Linked DNA regions of Macaca mulatta: region 1 is linked to region 2. Evidence: chromatin contacts called from public Hi-C data. All regions are on one chromosome and are shown on one strand. Each heading gives the region's core, a stretch centred on a gene start, on an enhancer-like site or on the middle of the called end of the contact. The rest is flanking DNA. Distances are from core to core; before and after follow the strand shown.

Evidence for each region. A called contact is a pair of places that touch in the nucleus more often than the background predicts.
Region 1: a Hi-C map of fetal cortical plate shows a contact between it and region 2, with 3 times the contacts expected there. The contact joins the promoter of HIVEP2 here to the promoter of VTA1 in region 2. A contact is called at or near these places in 2 of 14 Hi-C or Micro-C datasets (fetal cortex germinal zone and fetal cortical plate).

What each region holds. Positions count from the first base shown.
Region 1 is chr4:48,189,075-48,194,722 of T2T-MMU8v2.0, forward strand. HIVEP2 (HIVEP zinc finger 2) reads right to left here and starts at 2,942. Exons shown (of 11, transcript XM_077999484.1): 1 at 2,518-2,942.
Region 2 is chr4:47,370,723-47,376,521 of T2T-MMU8v2.0, forward strand. It overlaps VTA1 (vesicle trafficking 1), which reads left to right and starts at 2,417. Exons shown (of 8, transcript NM_001261520.1): 1 at 2,417-2,552. The coding sequence starts at 2,441. It also overlaps a transcript of NMBR not described here.

The DNA of each region.
Region 1 (5,648 bases), core at 1,692-4,191, 820 kb after region 2:
TTTTCTAGGAGGACAGCTCATTGCAAATTTAATTAAAATGGATCTTATTAATATTTCAAGTAATTTCTGGGCTTGATTATGCACTACAAAAGAAACAACTGTACTGAAGAGAAAAATCAATAGCCCTTGACTAGGGCTCTGGGTATGCTAGAAAAACAGTTCTCTCGTGAATTACTGAGGTCTAGCTTTAGGGTTGGGGGCGAGTACCAATATTCATTTGGAGGTAAACTGAGTTATTTTTTAAACGGCAGAAAATGAAGGAGAAAAATCAGTTCAAATTTTCCATTATAATGAAAGTACAGGAAATAAGCCTTTCTATATTCATTTTAGGCCTAAATAACTCTGCAGAGAATAAGGGTTTTGCAATGTCAGTTGCACACACAGCTTCCTGTGTGAATGCTAAGCCATTACAGGTGTCCTAAGGCCTCCAGTGAAACCTATTATCAAGAGATTCCTCTGGTCTCCTCCAAGTCATCCCCAGCGCCCCCCATCTGCCGCCAACTCATTATTGCTCCTCTCCTCCAAGTGTCTTGATTAAGGACCCTCTCTCTTCTCCGCACTCCCGAGGTTAAATTGCCCCCGTTCCCTTGGTGTAGCAGGTTACAAGCTCTCCCGTTAGGGAGGACTAGTGCCTGCAGTCCTTTTTAGTTAGATGCTTTTAAGTCAGAGATGACAGGAGCCACTTGAAGAAACCCTCCTTCCCTTCTTCCTTTCCCCAACTAGGAACCAAGTCCCTGAAGGACAACACCCAGGGACGCTTCCTGACCTTCTATCCCCTCACCCAATTTGGGTTTGGAGGGTTGGGGTCGCATTTTCTCATGTCCTCTGCTGCACTGGATGTGTTATGTAAGAAGGACCAAACGCGGGAGGCACATGCGTATAAGGCGCACCGATCTGTGATAACAGCTGGGGTAGCAGAACGGATCTGGAGTCTACCCCCCCCACCCCACCAACAAATATGACAGACCCCACACATGCACATCAGCACCCCCTCCCCCAACCTCTCACTCACACACACACACACACGCACACACCCAGAGCAATGTTTTCCTGTCTCACCCCTACCAGTACCAGAGGCACAGAATGGAAAGGCGGGGGGTGGGGGTGAAAGGAGGTGAAAGAGGAGGAGGAGCAGCAGCACATCTGCTTTGATAGCAGCCGGCAGTGCTGCCGCGGCAGAGAGCCCCTCGTTAACCCCCTTCCTGTGGCTGCACCACGTCATGGAACATTCCCGGAACGGGCCAACGTTCCACCCACTTCAGGGAACAGACATAAAGGCGCAGACCCAGCTCCCCACAGTGCACAGCCCAAACACACATGTCCCTTCCCGATCCCCGGCCAGACGCACAGACAAACACGCATGCAAACCGCCCCCACCCGTCTCCACGCGCGCGGGTCCAGCCGGCAGCTGCCAGAGCCGCTCTGCGGCCGGTGCACCCGCAAGGCGAGGGCGCCTCCGCCTGAACCTTCCATCGAGACAGTCCCCTCCTTCCTCGTTTCCTTCCTTCTCTCCTTCTTTCCTTCCTTGCCTCGGAGGTAAAGGGAGTCACTGAAATGCCCAGAGCCAGCGCCTTCGCTGCGCTCGCTCGGCCGCAGGCCGGCGGCCCGGGCCTCGCGCCGCCCGCCAGCCCGGCCGCCCGCGCCGCGCGCCGCGGCCCCCTCCCCCGCTACCTGACAACGGGCCCCCGCCGGCCGCCGCAGCCGCAGCGGTGGCCGGGCCGTGCGCGCCGGTGCACGTCGCTCATTAGTAAGCAGGCACATTCCTGCCTCCAGCGCTCCCGCGCGGCCCCCTCCCCCCAGGACATTACGCAAAGCAGCCTCTCCTCATCTGCATAGATCCGCGGCCAGGGTATTCCCCGCATTTCCCCACGCGCCCGACACCCCTCCCACGGTCTCCCCCCATCCCCGCCCCCTCCGACCCTCACCCTTCGGCCACCGGGAAGGGGCTAGGGGCACGCGCCGGGGAGCGGGGAACGGAGTTAGGCGGCGGCGATTCCAATATAAAGTGAAACAAGCTACCAGCGCCGAAGGAGGCAGGAAAAACCCAGCGCCCAGGCCACTTACCGAGCCGAGGAGGGACCTAGATTCCCGCCGCTCCGCTCTCGCGGTGGCCGGTCCGCCCACCGCGCACCCCGAGGCTGCACCCAGCACCCCAGAGGCGAGACGTGGAGGAACGCTGTGAACAAGCCGGGAGACCCTCCAAGTTGCTCTGGGCTCCGGGGAGCGTCAAGGTCCAAGACACAACTTGGCAAAGACTTGTGCCACAGTCACCGAAGATGTTTGTGCGGAGACCCTCCTCCGGGGAGCGACGGCGCTCGGCGGCGCCCTGCTCTCCTCCTCTCCACCCCCTCACCTCCAGCCCGCCTCCCGCCGGCCGCCCGCCTCCGGGCCGCGAGCCCCTCGGGCGGCTGTCAGCTCCCGGCCGCCGCCGGGTGACAGGGGCGGGAGGAGGTCGCGACGCGGCGGCCCAAGCCCGAGCGGGCGAGGGGGATCCTCGCAGCCGCGGCGGCCGCTCACCTGGAAAGTCACCGCTGAGGAGGAGGAGAAGGAGGACGGGGAGGAGGAGGAGGGAGAGGAGGAGGGGGAGGAAACCCCCCTGGTGCCCTTGTTCTTGCTGCCGCGGCGGCCGCTCCTCGCCAAGGCTGAGCGTGTCTGGTGGGGGGTGTCTGGTAGCATTTCCTTAAGGACAGAGGGAGGGCGGGCGCGGAGGGAGGGAAGAGATCCCGACCGCCAGCCCAGGCTCCTCTTGCCTTTATTTATTTTTCTGACACTGTACGGAGATGGGCCCGGGGTAGGAGCCGCCGGACTCAGGCGGGAGCCGCGAGGCCCGGGCCGCAGCTGTCTGCGTGCGGGAGCCGCAGCGGCCGCCTCCCCTCCCGGGCTGTGGACGCACCGGGTTATTCCTGGCAGCGCCTCCCCGAACAGAAGTTACTAGGAGGAGTGCGCGGCGAGGGCGGACTGGGGGGAGAGGCGGAGGGAGGGAGGGAGGGAGGAAGAGGGAGAGACTCAGCCAGCGACGTCATCGGATCCCCCAGCGCGTCCCAGGGAGGGAGGCTGAACCAGAAAAACCAGTCTGGAGCCAGCGAGCGAGAGAGGGATGTGCGGCGCGCGGGGGACGGGGGAGGGAGGCGGTCGGGAGGGCAGGGCCCGGCCCCACGGCTGCCGCTCCGGGCAGGGAGATCGCGGCCGCGCACTCGCTCGGTCGGAGCGGGGAACTCCCCGGAGAGTCGGTGTCTGCTTGTCATGCAAAAAAACTTGGGCATCTCTAGGAGCCTGAGAATTTTCTCTAAGGATGTGGAAACCTCCTCCGTCCCCACCCCTTCCCCATTTCCCAGAGAATCGTCGTCTGCCTTCCTGACGAACGGAATTGTATAATTAGTAGTGTCCTTAGATTTAGTCCCAGTACTCCGGAACCCTGGCCTCTCCTCGCCCCTGCCTCTACTCACAATTACCGATAAAGAAAAGCAAAATCAGACTGGCTCCTGGCTGCGTTTCTGGAGCTTCGCAGTGTTTTACTAGCACTTTCCCTGCCCCTGCGGGCGCGCGAACTTTTCACGTGCTCTAAACGCCCGAATTGCCTTCTCTGGGGTCACTCACCAGGGTGCCCCCGGGGCCCCCAGCTCTGGGACCGCGGCCCGCCCTCGCCGGGGAATTCAAATAGGTGTGGGCAGCGGCGCGAGGAGCAGCTGCCGGTTTCCTGGTGGGCCGCGCTGGAACCTCGGGGCGAGCTGCCACCTTCAGCCTGTGCACTTCCCTCTCCACGGAAGGGACCGGAGTTGAAATCACACCCAGCCCTGGGAGAGCGGGGCCGGGGGGCGGAGAATCCCAGGCGAGTGGGTGCCGAAGCTCTGGGCTTCCTCCCAGGCCGGGCGACACCCGGGGGACACCGGGGCTCCCTCGGGCCGTTACCCTGCCTATGTGGACTGGTGTGCACCCTCAGGGGAGGTTCCCAGGCGGCCACGGTGCCCGAGCGCGACCAGTGACTGCTGGGCCGGGCCGGTGCCCGGAGTGCCTCCTCCGGGTGGTCTCCCGGCCGAGCGGGGACAGCGCGCAGCCCCTCCCGGGCGCCCCAGTCCCCGCGCCCTGCGGAGCCAAGCCGAGCGCCCAGGGCGCCGCAGTTCCCATCCGTCCTCCCCACCCCCCGGCCGCGCCGCCGCCCTGCCCGGGGCGGAGTAAACAAGAGACGCGCAAGATTTGACCTGGTGCGACCCGGCTTTCTGGCCGGGGTTCCCCCTGAGCAGGTGACTCCGTGGGAGGGGTGGAAATGAGTCTCAGGAATTCCGGGCCAAAGACAATAACTGTGGTTCTGCTTTTAAAGCAGGTACTTCACCAACAACTGCGGAATGTTTTGTGTCTCGAGTTTCAAATTTCGCGGAAAGGGACCAAATGTCAGGACATATAAAATATCCCCTTCCCTTTTCATTAAAAATGAATGCATTACAAAGGAAGGGCAGCCCCTTAATGCCTGCGAGAATAGCGCCGCTGGTTCCGGGTTTGTTTTGTTGTTCATTCTGGCCTACAATCAGTGTATTTCTGAGGTCCCTATGCTATGGCAACAGTGCCGTGAAGGGCAACTCTGCCAAATAAAGCGGTGATACATTTTTTTAACCGATTTTTTTTTCTCAGAGGAGAAAAATCTGAACAATTTGGCGTAAGTTTCACTTCGTCCTCCTCTTAGGTTGATCTCATTTAAATTCAGTGCCTACTTCCACTTAAGCAACTTCTTCTTTCATTGTATAGGTTCTTCAATATCCAGTCTTTTTCAACTTGAAGGCTTTAATTTAAAAAACTGTCCCAATCATCATTTTCTTTTAAATGTATGCCGTTGCATTTTAAACATCCATTTAACGCACAAAATGTAATTTTTGAAATTTTTTTCACTTTCAAACCCACCTGCTACATACTCCCAGAGAGCGTTTTATTTAATTGCTTAATAGAGAAGATTAAGCAGTTTCTTTAAGAATCCAGTTTCCCTTCAACAAACACAACAGCAGCTGCCCAAGCTCCCAGAAACTAAGCAAAGGCAAGTAGCAGGCAGTGTTTTACTTCACTAGAATGAATGTTAGTTGAATACCTCTTTAAAAGACTAAAGAGAATAATGGGAATATTAAGATACTCCAGTCGTTAGTTAAAATATTTTTTAAGGAAAACCAGGCAGATATACATCTATTTTGATGATTTGATCCCACCTTCAAAGAGGATCCCTGAACAGAGTTTTAGTCAAAATTTGACAAATTTTAAATAATTACTTTGTTTCAGAGTCATGACGATGGAAAGAAGATAACCTGCATTGAGTTGAAGTAAAGTAAAACTATTATGAATATGCGTAACTAGGTGACATCCTCTCTGCTGGGAAGAATCCTTTTTTTTTCTTTTTTTTTTTTTTTTCTGGTGACAGGGTCTTGCTCCATCACCCAGGCTGGAGTGCAGTTGCATGATCTTGGCTCACTGCAGCCTCTCCCTTTCAGTCTCAAGCAATCCTCCCGCCTCAACCTCCCGAGTGGAGAGAGGGCCACTAAAGATTTGGAGCAAATCAGCACCATCCACTCCAGAGCCTGACCTACAGAGGACTTATAGAAAGCATTGTCTATTGTGGTTGCTTATTCCTGTGGTCAGTCCCAACGGCCTTCTGATTGGGGATTTCTCTC
Region 2 (5,799 bases), core at 1,167-3,666:
TGGAAATATGTTTGCTCGCATATAGTTAGCTTATTTTTTTAAATGTGCTAATGTAATTCAAAGGTGCCGAACAACTAAATATCCATGTTTAAAACATAAAATGTAATGTTTATAATGTCTGCATGTCCCAGCCATGGTCGGATGGGGTGGCAAATGGTCCTGACCAAGTTTTCAGGGTCTTCCCTATCATTCTTCTGCTGGAACTTTTAAGGAAAAATTATTTCTACTTGTGGGGTGTGAAAATAATAGGATGTAAGTCTCATGATACTGGAAGCCAAATTTCTACCACATACAGTATATTAAAAAGATACAGCTATAGATATATTATCCTGATTACATTGACTGATGCCCTGTCATTTGCCACCAAGATGGTTCTGACCAAACTGACACAGAATATTTTTATTGCCAGATGATCACAACATGGAGTCTAGGGAATGTTACAAAAAGTTTTTTCCCATCAAAACACCTGTCAGCTCTAGTTCCTGTCCCTTTTCTTCTTCCTATGGTTGCCCTCACCCCCTATTTTGTCCTTCAGCTCTGCCCTCCCCTTACTTGCCAAGGTTCTAGCCCAGTCCTGGAGGGTGATGTCAGATCCTTCAGAAACTGGTCTGAGGTGAATGGAGAAGAAGAATTTAGGTCTTTCTAGTAAAATATCGTAGTAAAACGAGAAAAAGCAACCTCATAGTCATTAATATTTACTTTGTTTCATAGCCAAATTTCAATGTGTGTTACACTAACACTGTCTCTGTACTGTTCTCCATCAAATCAATTATCATCTCATGAAAGGGGTAGCATATTTAGAAAGAAGAGAGTATGAGGCTCTTGTCTGTAATCTCAGCACTTTGGGAGGCCACGGCAGGAGTATCACTTGAGACTAGGAGTTCAAGACCTGCCTAGGCAACAAAATAATAATTATTAGCCATGGTGGTATGTGCCTGTGGTGCCAGCTACTCAGGAGGCTGAGGCAAGAGGATCCTTGAGCCCAGGAGTTCAAGGCTGCAGTGAGCTCTGATAGTGTGCTGCACTCCAGCTTAGGTGACAGAGTGAGAACCTGTCTAAAAAAAAAAGAAAGAAAGAAAAAAGAGAGGAAGGAAGGAGAAAAGAAAGGAAAGGAAAAGAAAAGAAAAGAGCATATATTGGCAGATCAGAGAGTAAAATCCAATTCCAACCACTTCACTTTCTCATTTTTCCCTCGGCCCTGCTCATGAGGGTATGCAAATAAGAGTACACATGAATGTATGCAAATGAGAGACTGGCAAACTTTAGTCCTGAAGACAGAACTGAGTAAGAAAGCCCGACCCAGAATAAGATGATGGACTTTGCAAATAGGTCTAGACAACGTATGTGGAGTGGGATAGTATAAGGACATGGAGCGGTTTCTTCTGGGCATGAGAGAGTGATCAGAAAATAGTAGGCAGAGGGGAATTTCCGAGCTGGAGATTGTGGCTCTTGGGGATAGTGTGATTTCAGTGCAAACTAGTTTTAAGATGAATCCTCAAAACTGAGGACTGAGATAAAATAAAGAAGAAGGTTATTAAGAAGAGGAAGTAAATAAAGTGTACAGTCCTGAAGGATATAAGTATGGGATGGAGAGGAGTGGAAGAGAATTGAAGTCATTGAGGGTAGAAGGAAAAATTGATGCCTACTGTACAATGGTTAAGAGTTACCAGCGTTGAAAAAGTCCCAAACACCCTATCTTACATTAAGAAAAGATAATAAATATGAAAATATTTTGCAAATTGTTAATCACTTTCCAGGAAAAAAAAAAAAAAAGGTGATCTACAGGTTATTCATTCACTAAAATACATACTAGACAGCTGAGAACAAAAGTTCAATCTTCTTTACGCTTCATGTGTTTAGTGTTTTAAGTTGGGGCGAAATCTGATTATTTTATTCAGTATGTCAACACAGAAAAATTTAATTTACAATTTAAACACATTATTTCTCTCTCATGCAATTACTGACATTAAAGCTTCTAAAATCAAAAAGGCTGCTAATGGACACTATTATATGGAATATTAACATGGAATATTAATTGGAAGTGGTAATTCCTGAATGACACCAAAGGCGATTCTTGCCTTTACACTTTCTCCCAGTCAACATACATTATTTTCTTGTTTTTCCTTTTCTATCCTTCCTTTTGCCACAAACGAAAAACCAAACAAAAAAGCGAAACAAAACAAAAACCCTTCCTCCTACCAGCAGAGAGCGCTACCGCCATGCGCGGCACAGGCGCCAAAACGCTCAGTGTTTTGTGGGCTCTAACCGCCGAGAGCCGAGCACACTGAGGTTGTCCCAGCTGGGGATCCGTAGTTGTCTTGACGACGCTGAGCAACGGAAGAGTGGGCAGGATTTGCTCTGAACGCTCGTGCGCGCTACCGCCCGCGGAAGCGGAAGTGTCGGTGGCGCGCGAGTAGGAAGTGGTGAGTTCTGAGTAGAGATGGCCGCGCTTGCATCGCTGCCCCCGCTGCCCGTACAGTTTAAGAGCATACAGCATCATCTGAGGACGGCTCAGGAGCATGACAAGCGGGACCCTGTGGTGGCTTATTACTGTGAGTCTTTTCGAGTGACCGCGCCCCTCTTTTCCCAGTTGCATTTTAGGGCCCACACACCTCTCCGAGGTTTTTGGGGCATGCCCCGCCCCCCTGGCTTTAAACCTGAGCTTTGACCTCGAACCTACCCAGAGAACTCCCTGGGTCCCCACCCACTGGCAGTAGGAATCCCAAAGCACCAGGGCGTCCACTGCTTCCCCTATCTTGTGCTTAAATACTCCAGTACTGACTACACGGGCTCTTGAACTGTGGAATACGATCTTCCAAGGTTTTATCTCTGTGTGTAACACACAAGAGCCTCCTGTCTCAAATAGGAATCCTGAAAATAAATCGAGTTAGGTTTAAAACGAAGGTGAGTGTCCGAAAGAAGTAGTGATGTGGATAAAAGGACAATAGACTAGTTGAAAACATAGTAATAAGTGAAGATTACTTATGACAGCATGCAAGCCCATTCAAAAACTCAGATGGTTAAATGGGGAGTATCTGCTACTAAATAAGCAGTTGAATTTGACCATTCCCCTTTCCCCACCCAACTGCTCTCTCCTACCGTACAGAATTTTTAGTTTTGACTTCTTTGAATAATACTTGCTGTTGAGACCTTTGAAAGCAGTATTTTCACTTTGAGTGTTATACATTTAATTTACAGTTTGGTTAAAAAAATACATAGGTTATCTCTGCTCAGACTTGCAGTGAGTAAAGGGAATAGTTCCAGTAATTCTGTGTTAACTTTATTTTGTATTCTGTACTCTTTACTGCAAAATAAGTAACTGAACAACTATAATTCAGAAAATGATTTTTAGAGTTGAGAAGTTGGATATAATGCGTCCTTTGTTGTGTATATTGTAAGGTTAGCTAAAATCTGGTCACTGTTACCTGTGCCATACTCCAAATGTACCCTCTTTCTCAAATGTGCAAGGCCCTTTCAGAACTCCCATGTTCCACTCTTGGAATGTGCACCTTTTTCTTGCACTTCGCAAACTCATGATTCAAGATTTAACCCAAATGTCATCTCTTCTGTGGGCAACAAATTGATTATTCTCTGTGCGTTACTTCATTTTGTTCAAATCTTACAGCGTCATTTCCTTTATACTTGTTCTTCAGTTTTCTCAAGCAGGGTCCATATTCATTCAGTATGTGTTAATTGAGCTACCTTTGTGTCAAGCATTAGTAGGCGCTGTGACTGCAGTTGCTGCATTTTTGGAGCTTACATACAATGGAGGTAGAGAGTTTCAACAATATAAAGTCTATCATACGTAGAGTATTAAGTGCTTATGAAGACAAATAGAGCAAGGAAAAGGAATAAGAGTATCAGGAGTAGTGGTGGCAGGGAGTGCAGATGGGATTTCAGTTTCATAGTGGTCAGGGAACACTTCACTGAGTTGACATTTGGGGAAAGAAAAGAGTGAAAGGCATGCCTTGCACCATCTGGGGAAGAGTATTCTCCGTAGAGGATGTAGAAGTCCCGAGGTAGAGGCTTGCTGGAAGGAGGAGCAAGTAGACCATTGTGACTGGAGTGGATGGGGCTCAGGAATGATAGGATAAGGACAAAGTATCTCTCATCCCTAAAGGAAATTCCTGTTCCTGATCCCTGTATTATGTATCTTTGTGACAAACCAGGGACACTTTATTCATTGTCGTCCTTTCCCTCTAGATGTTTCTAAACCTAATCCAGTTTCCTTTATTTAAAAATAAAACAGAAACTCTCACCATGACATTCCCTAAAGTTGCAGCTCTGCCTTTCCAGCCTCATAGGTAAGCTTGAAATAGTTGTCTGTAAGTTAGCTTTACGCCTTTATCTTGTAGAGCCTTTCAGCCTGTGCAGTCTGGTGTTCATGCCCAGTATTTCACTGAAACTGCTCTCATCAGGCTTACGAAGAAATATTTTTATTGCTCAGGTGACACTTAACAATTTTAGTTATGAAACGTGCATATGAAAGCGTATATAATGTGCAGTTTAAGGAATAATAAAATGAACACTAATATGCCCACCACATTTGATTTATTGAACTTTTTAATTTTTGACAATCTGGTGAGTGTGAAATGGTAGTGTCTCATTGGAGCGAAATTTGCAATTCTCTGAGTCTTAATGAGGTTTAGCATCTTTTCATATGTTAATTAACCATTTGTGATTCGCTTTTGAAATGCTTGTTTATTGCTTTTGCCCATTTATCTGTCACAGTCTTGTCTTAATAATGTTAGATGTTAATCCTTTGTTATATGTGTTGTAAATATCTTCTCCCATTTCAGTTTCATTTTTCACTCTATGAAGACCTTTGATGTTCCAAAGTTCTTAATTTAAAAATGTTATCAATGTATGAATTTCTTAGGACTTAACCTTCTGATTTTATAAGCTTTCATTTCTTTTTGTGTATTTGTTTGGGACTTTGACATTCTAAATCTGTAGATGGGTGTTTTTAATCAATTTTGGAAAATTTTCTCTACTATTATTTGTTCAAATGTTGCTTCTATTTCTATTCTTGTGAAAGTTTTGATTAGACATGTTTTGCACTTCTCCCATTTAACTTCCTTTTCTTTTGAGTCTCTCATTTTTTTTTTTAATCTCTGTTTTTCTGTGCTGCATTCTGTGTAATTTCTTGAGGTCTATCTTCACCTCCCTGTATATTATTGTTTAACCCTTTTAATTTTTTGAGTGCTCTCTTTTTGTTTTCATATTGACCTGGCCATTTCTGATAGTTTCTTGTTACTGATGTTTTAAACACTCTATTTCTTTGAACACTTTAAATATATCGATTTATATTTGCTGTTTGATAACATCTGTAGCTGCTGTATTTGTGGGTCTGATTCTGCTTTTCAACAGAACACTGCTCATGGTGACTTCTTTCCTTACAATTGTGGGCTAGTCGGGCTAAACCAGCACTCTTCAAACTGGAGTAGGCAAATAATTCCAAAGGAATCAATTTTCCAATTCTTGACTTCCGTGTTTTCCTTCCAAAAACTGATCTTGACAAAGCTCCTGTGATCAGGGTAGCAAAGTAGTATATAATATGCTGCTTATCTTTTCCTGCATCCTGTTCACAATTGTGTTTCTCCCACTTTAATGGAGAACGGCATACTCTCAGGCATCCTGAGTGTTTTTTATGTTGTATTGCCTTGAAAGAGAAGGTGGAAAATCCTCCAAGGTGTCCAGACAAAAGAGACAATTCATATTACCAATGTCAGTGAAGCCTCCATTAATTAAGGCATTGGATAGACCTTCCTATCTTTCCTGGTATAACATTGAAGAAAA